Linked DNA regions of Rattus norvegicus: region 2 is linked to region 1. A link is a contact called in public Hi-C data. All regions are on one chromosome and are shown on one strand. The core of a region is the stretch at or near the end of the contact, and the rest is flanking DNA. Distances in the headings are between cores, read along the strand shown. Region 1 holds the start of Ndufb2 (NADH:ubiquinone oxidoreductase subunit B2). Region 2 holds the start of Braf (B-Raf proto-oncogene, serine/threonine kinase).

Region 1 (3,681 bases), core at 819-3,318:
CTTGAATGCTGACATTAAAGGAGTGTAATCACTATGCTCTACTCTCTTATAGACAGGATCTTCTTGTGTAGCCCAGGCTGGCCTCAATCTCCTGATCCTCCGGCAAGGCCTCCCCACATCATGCTCAGCTATTACTTTCAGCCACTGTCGGGAGTCCTTGCTTCACCACTTAAAGAAGATAGCAGAACGGCTTCTGGAATTCCCATGCCAACTGTATTTAACAGGTATTACTCACGAGCTATCTGTGCAGCCAGGCTTTAATCTCAGCACTCTGCAGGCAGAGGTGGGCAGAGTTCTGAGTCTGAGGACAGCCTGGTCTACAAAGTGAGTTCCAGGACAGCCAGGGCTACACAGAGAAATCCTGTCTCCAAAAAAAGAAGAAAGAAAGAAAGAAAGAAAGAAAGAAAGAAAGAAAGAAAGAAAGAAAGAAAGAAGGAAGGAAGGAAGGAAGGAAGGAAGGAAGGAAGGAAGGAAGGAAAGAAAGAAAGAAAGAAAGAAAGAAAGAAAGAAAGAAAGAAAGAAAGGCAGGCAGTGGTAGGAGGGAGGAAGGAAGACAAAAATTTCAACAAATACTTGTTTGTCATGCTACAAACTAGACTAAATGCACTGTGGCAATCTAGATACCCTGAGGAAACTTCCAATTAAAATAAACATGATGCCAAATGAAATAAATAAAGGTTCTCTTTCAAGCATCAATAACGGAGCACAAATGGCTGGGAAGCAAGTACTGGAGCTGGCATTCACAGGGATTCCACTCAGGTAACTAGGAGACCCACAACAAGTGGCCTAATCATTAGACTTCTGAATCAAGCTGTAGCCCTATAATAAAAGGGCAAAAAATAGTAAACCAACGGGAAGAGAGCTGGAATTCGTTACCAGAGCCCAAACTTCAGGTAGGTTTGCACCTAAACTATACCTGGGTTGGACCTTTTGTGGCCCAAAAATCCAAACCAAGGGCTGGGGATTTAGCCGAATAGCGGAGCCCTTCCCCGGTTGGAGGTAAGGGAAATCCAAGTGAAGGATTTAGAGTGAGACTGAGCTGGAGGCATTCTCAAGAAGGTAAGAGTATGAAGATCTTTTTTTTTTTTTTTTTTTTTTTTGGAGCTGGGGACCGAACCCAGGGCCTTGCGCTTCCTAGGCAAGCGCTCTACCACTGAGCTAAATCCCCAACCCCCGAGGATGAAGATCTTAAAGGAATTCTCGATAGACAAAACCTGCCGGGTTATGCGAGCTCAGTCAAGAGAGAGAGATAGTATGGGGTGGGGGTGTGGGACACATAGAGACAGAGAGAGAAATATCAATACAACAAATAAAGCTATGAGTCTTACAAATCTCTGATAGAGAAGGCAAAATGAGTAAGCCACGCCTTTAATCGCAGCACTCCAAAGGCAGAGACAGAAGGATCACTAACGAATTCCAGACCAGTCGAGGCTACAAAGTGAGGCTCAAAAAAAAGTGCCAAATTTTAATAGTAAAAATGTACCTAATGGTGAAAATAACAAACTTACTACCTTACTACCTTAAGGTCTCCCGTGGCTGCCCAGGACTGATGGAAAAATCCTCAGTCCTCCAAGGCATTCCCTGCCTGGCCCACTCTGGTCTCAGAGCCCATCTCCACTGGTCTCCTTGCGCTCCGGACCTACACTAGCCAGCGACTTGGAAGGTTCAGGCCCGGAGACTGTGCACGGCTGGATTCTTTGCACTCAAGTCCTAGTTAACGCCTCTCTCCCCTAACCCTGTGCCATCCAACCTCTACCCCACCAATCCGACCAAAAAGCCACAGTCTCCGTCCAGGCCGACTACAAGACCCAGCATGCCTCAGGCGGCAGCAAAGTGTCATGCACTCGCTCGGGCGACTGCTTCAAGGTGACAGCGTCGGGATGGCAGCGCTGCCTGTTCGAGCCGGCCGAGCCCTGGTCCCCACCCGACACTCACTGACGGACTCCACCGTCTCCAGCTGCCCGCGCGCGGCAGCCCCGAAGCAGGCGGCCTCCAACGCGACCGAAAGGTGCCAGGCGGGCCAGCGCAGACATCCTAGCGGGAGAGCAGTCCCCACCCCTGATGCGTCACTTCCCCGAGTCCTGGAACGTGACGTCACTGCGTCGCGCGTCTCTATCGGGGCTGATGGTAGGCCACAGCGGACAAGCTCAGACTATTGGCGGACCTTAGAGGCTCCGGGTTAACGGGCAGATAGATCGTCCTTTGGGAGGAGCTCTGGCTGTCTCGTGACGCAGCGTGGCAAGGTGCTCTTAGCTGACCTTATTGCTTCGGCTTATATGAACGGTGCTTTCGTGCGTGTTCTTGCCACTGTGGGCCCTTGTTAAAGGCTAAGTCCTTTCTGAACCATGCCATGTTTAGTTTATAACATCGTTGTTCCAGTACTGTTCTGAAACCTGATGATTCACCAGCAGCCAGGTGTTAAATCTCAGAACGTGGACCGCTGGCATCAGAGTCACCTGAGGAACCCAACCCTGCCTCCTTGGAATAAGGCGGCCAGGAATATGAGTAAAGGTTTCTAACGCCTTAATCCTTAGACCATTCGGGGTTCTTAGGTTTGGTTGTTGTTTTTTTTTTTTTTCTCTCTCTCTCTTGTTATTGTAATAAGCAAGCAGAAAAACAAGGACGTGAGGGCAGTCCGGTTAAGGCTAACAATCACCAAGAAATCTGAGACCTGACCTCAGCCGTACTTGCAGTGGGAGCTACAGCACAAATGGATCACGTAGACGCACAGATGCACTCAGTCTCCTCCCTTGAGTGGGGAGGGAACATGAATTTTCAAGCTCATCTCCATAAAACAAAACCTGCATTTCTGTTCTTAGTTACTAGATCTACAGAATAGCTTACTGTCATATTTCCGAATAACTTTAATTTTTTTTCTTTCACTTCAGATTTCCTTCAAGAAACAAAGGCTCCACTGGCTACTAACAAAATAACCGTCCTTCCTCAGCCTGCTTTTCTCTGTCAATATTGCCTCTGTCCAAATCTGGATAGACTCCAAACCTACGACTTGTGCTAACAACCTCAAGAGATGGTGAGAAACGGGCTTTTTTTCTATAAAAAGTGGCTAACATACAAAGGGCCAATACTCTAAAAATCTCCACCTTGTAAAGTTTCTATTCAAGTATTTTAATCACCTGGAAAACTTGTTTATACAAAGGCCTTTCATTCTGATGACAAGAGCCTCTGACCCCTTCCCTCCTTCCTTTGCATCTATAGGGAGCTATCCAACCATGGCAGATTCTGAGGTGGAGCTCTCTCCAATAGGACGAGACACAGTCATCACCTATGTTAGAATAACAACTGAACTTCCTGCCCTAGTGTGCTTGCAAGGTCAGTTGGCTTATGGCACACATTTTTTATTAAAAAAAAAAAAAAAAAAAAAAGACACTGCCTTGCAGGATTACTTTCGCTATGTTCTAGTAGGGATCTTTGTGATACCAAAAATACTGATCCAACAAGATCGTCCCTGGCAGCTTATGGTTTGGGGTTGTTTGCAGAACATGCACTTTTAGGTTATAACATTAGCCTTCCACACACTAGAAAATCACTATGGTGTTTCAGTTTCAAGAGTCAAGTACTCATCAAGGCCAGACCTGAACTTAGTGACTTGGGAACATCAAATATGACTAACAAGTTGCCTTCTGTGCCTACATATGGGCCTCTTTGCCCTTGTATGTTACA
Region 2 (3,681 bases), core at 797-3,296, 140 kb before region 1:
TTTTTCTCTGCCAGTTAGAGAGTTAGAAGGCCTGAAAAATCTTGAGCTTGTCTGGTAGCAGTGGAGAAATCTAGAACACAGACAACGGGAGCAGACAGGATCAGCAGCCTTTATTGAGGGTGAGGAAACAAACACATACAGCAGGAGCACCATTAGGTAACAAAAACTAACCAGTACAGGAGGCAATAATAATAATGATAATGATAATAATAAAATTGGATGAATGGAAACTAACAAGAATCCATCTTAAATGGATGAGGCCAGCCATCCTGTGAAGAAATAATCGTGTAAGACATGATCTCTGTATAGATTGATGCTGATAATGGAACCATCGAAAACGTCTTAGAGGCAGAGCGTGGGGGTGCATGCCTTTGATCCCAGCACTCAGGAGGCAGAGGTAGTCAGATCTCTGAGAGTCATAGTCCAGGACAGTCAAGGGCTGTTACACGGAGAAATGGAGAAACCCTGTCTCAAACAAAACAAAAGAGAAAATGTCTGAGAAGTTTTAATGTTATAAAGAAGTGTTATAATGATACATTCTTAGGGAATACTTTCCTAAAGTAAACTAGGACAGTTGGGGACTAACAATAACGAAAAACACCCCAAACCCTAACTGTGTTTCAGACAAAATCAAGGGGGAGTGTCCCTTGCTTGGTTGCTGGCCCTATTTTAGTATGCTTAGACATTATGTACTTATGGCTTTAAAAAAAGTGCCTTAAACTAGGGTAGCTTGATAACATAGTCTATGATCATCTCCTTCACTCACATGGGTCAAACCATCTTCTGACTTAAATGTAGTTCTCAAGGGAGCATCCACGCTTGGAAAAGAACGTACAGTGTCATTGGCAAACACAGAATAGCTGTTTGATTGGTGATTTTTTTTCGATATACAAGAACAATGCTTTGATTCACTAAGCAGTCATACATGCACTGCTTACCTCGAAACGAAGCATCAGTTCCTAGACTGATGGAGAGCAGATCAAATAGGCAGACATCCTGTTGTCAGAAGCTTTCTACCTCTCAATTCATCCTGAAGGCAATAAAGAGGTTAGTGGTGAGCGCCCCCTTCCCATTAACAGAAGTGCACGCGTGTACACACAGACGAATCAACGCCAGTGTCTGTGACTCCATGTTCAGTTAAATTGGCAATTACTGTACACTATTGGTAACTTCTGTTTTTCACTCCTGTTTTCTCTTTTCCTCAACACACTTCCTCTCTCCATTATTCCCTTCTTAGAGTTAAATGTACTTTACCCATGTAATTTATATAAAGAAATTAGGTTTAATTTCATTCTGCAACTTGGGCTTCTCTAAGATAATTTAATTCTCTTCTCCCAGTTTTTTTTTTTTTTCATATGTAGTTTGAAGAGAATGCCTTGCAACAGGGTCTACAAATGCTTTTTCTTTGGAATAAAAATTAGTTTTGATCCTTAAGATGTCTAGAATGGCTATGTGTTTTCCTCAGGCCCTAGTGCACGGAAGGAACCACTTGATAGTAAGTGACTGAAACTAGGCAGCAAATACACTGAAGACCAGGTTTAGATTTTCATTTATATTCACTTCAACAGATCAAACATAGACAGGATACGAACAGCATACTGAGAATTCAGCTGCTCTAAGACATATTTCTATGACATTTGGCTTGGCTGATGTTTCAACCTTGGACTTTAAAGTCTTATTTTTACGACACCCAGAGCTTCTTTGTAATGGCAGTAACAAGTAGTATAGACTTCCCGGCCTTCTTCCCTCTAGGATTTTAACTTCTTTTAGAACACCACCCCTGCTCTTCTAGTAAATCCCACATGACAGAACAGGCTGGGGACGGAGGAAAAGTAGGAAGCCGGCGCCATGGAAACTGTGCGGGTAGAAACCTGTGAGCGCGAGGGTGGTTGGAGGAGAAGGAACACTCCCCTGGAGACAGCGGCGCGAGGGTGCTCCTCGGATGACGTCACGCATCCAGGTGACGTCACGGCCATGACTTGCGGGTGACGCCGTTGCCGCGGCGACTCCTCGTCGTCTCCGCCCCCACCCCCCCAAGTCCCCTCAGGCTCGGCTGCGCCGGGGACCGCTGGCGGGTTCCAGAGGTGGCCTCCGCCCGGGCCGCTCCGCCCACGCCCCCCGTGCCTCCGCTCCCGCCTCCGCCCGCCCTGCGCCTCCCTTCCCCCTCCCCGCCCCGCGGCGGCCACTCAGCCCGGCTCGCGCTTCGAAGATGGCGGCGCTGAGTGGCGGCGGTGGCAGCAGCAGCGGTGGCGGTGGCGGCGGCGGCGGCGGCGGTGGTGGCGGCGGCGGCGGCGGCGCCGAACAGGGACAGGCTCTGTTCAATGGCGACATGGAGCCGGAGGCCGGCGCTGGCGCCGCGGCCTCTTCGGCCGCGGACCCGGCCATTCCTGAAGAGGTGAGTGGCGGCGCCATCCCCCAGTGCTCGCGCGTCGGGGGCTCGGCGGGTCAGTGTTTATGTGAGGAACCGAGGCAGCGGACGGAGCCCCGGCGGTGCTTGGCAGCCTACGGGGAGGTGGTTATCTGCGGAGTGTCCCCCTCTGTCTTGTGGCTTCTCGCTACGTAAACATACACGATGGCCCCCGGGGGGGGGTTCCCCGGCCCCCACCCAGATGGGGTTGGGGCAGCGGGGGCAGAGCTGGAGCCTTTCCCTAGGGGGCGAAACTCCGGGTTGGTGGAGAAGGTCACGCCTGACTGAGGCTTCCAGCCCTGCATCCCTGAGATGTTTTTCCTTTTAGCTAGCCGGCAGGGACGGCGTCGAGGATGGAGCTTAGTGGCCGGAGCAGTACCCTTCGATCCCCTAGACCTAGGAACTGCCTGCCGTGTGTGCTTACTCCCTAGTCGTGGGGATGACGGAGCGCATCTCTCAATACTCTCCTCACTATCTTCCCTTTGCAGGCCCTGGTCCCCTTCCCACTTTTCTACTTGTTTAGGGGATTTTTCTTTTGACCGGTTTTGCCCCGGCGGGGATTTTGGTGTAGTCTTTACTTTTTCAGCCCCATTTTTTACTGTTCTGAAGCTTTTCCCATCCTGGTCTCTGATCCCCGAATAATAACGTTTGTCAGTACTTCCTTGCTAACTGTAACCTCTATCCTCAACCACCACCCGGCTCATTTCCCAACTGTACCTACTTACCTCTAACCTTAGTTTCCACTGAAGAACATTTTTGCTCCTCTTACCCTGGTCCTCTTGAGGGCCTCTACTCCATTCCACTGCTCCCTGGCCTCGCAATCTGTTGTTACCTTCACAAGTCCTTTTGGACACTTTGGAAGCCACTTACTCCCAGAACCCCAAGGCTGTCAAGATTCCATCAGGTTTCACTTGACCCTTTGCTCCCTTGCACAGCTGGCGATTTGGGTTAGCCTTTCAGTGCACATCCACGCCTTAATTGATACCCTTCGTGGGCTTTTTGGTTTTAGTGGGTTTAATTATCTGTGTCGCTGCCATTTCTGTCCCTTCTTTTTCATCTTTCATGTTTACCTGTCTTTAGTACTTGGCTTTTGTTAGCTTGTCCTTGCATCATTCAACCAACCTACCTTGTCAAAGTACTTAATTTATTCTCTTTTCTCTGTTTGTAAAACTTACTGCATTTACTATTCGGGCATTGTATCACATGAACAACACCTTACAAACAATTGAGTAGAGTGACTTTAATTTTGTTCATTTCACTTAAAGATAAACCTG

What was found. A called contact is a pair of places that touch in the nucleus more often than the background predicts.
Region 2: a contact with region 1 is called in a Hi-C map of psoas muscle, with 2.1 times the contacts expected there. The contact joins the promoter of Braf here to the promoter of Ndufb2 in region 1. A contact is called at or near these places in 3 of 12 Hi-C or Micro-C datasets (hepatocytes, mammary epithelial cells and psoas muscle).

The regions. Positions count from the first base shown.
Region 1 is chr4:69,332,694-69,336,374 of GRCr8, reverse strand. It overlaps Ndufb2 (NADH:ubiquinone oxidoreductase subunit B2), which reads right to left and starts at 2,068. Exons shown (of 4, transcript NM_001108624.2): 1 at 1,936-2,068. The coding sequence starts at 2,033. It also overlaps a transcript of Braf not described here.
Region 2 is chr4:69,475,296-69,478,976 of GRCr8, reverse strand. It overlaps Braf (B-Raf proto-oncogene, serine/threonine kinase), which reads left to right and starts at 2,046. Exons shown (of 19, transcript NM_001427466.1): 1 at 2,046-2,395. The coding sequence starts at 2,210. LOC134486574 (a long non-coding RNA gene) reads right to left here and starts at 1,228. Exons shown (of 2, transcript XR_010065785.1): 1 at 939-1,228; 2 at 91-465.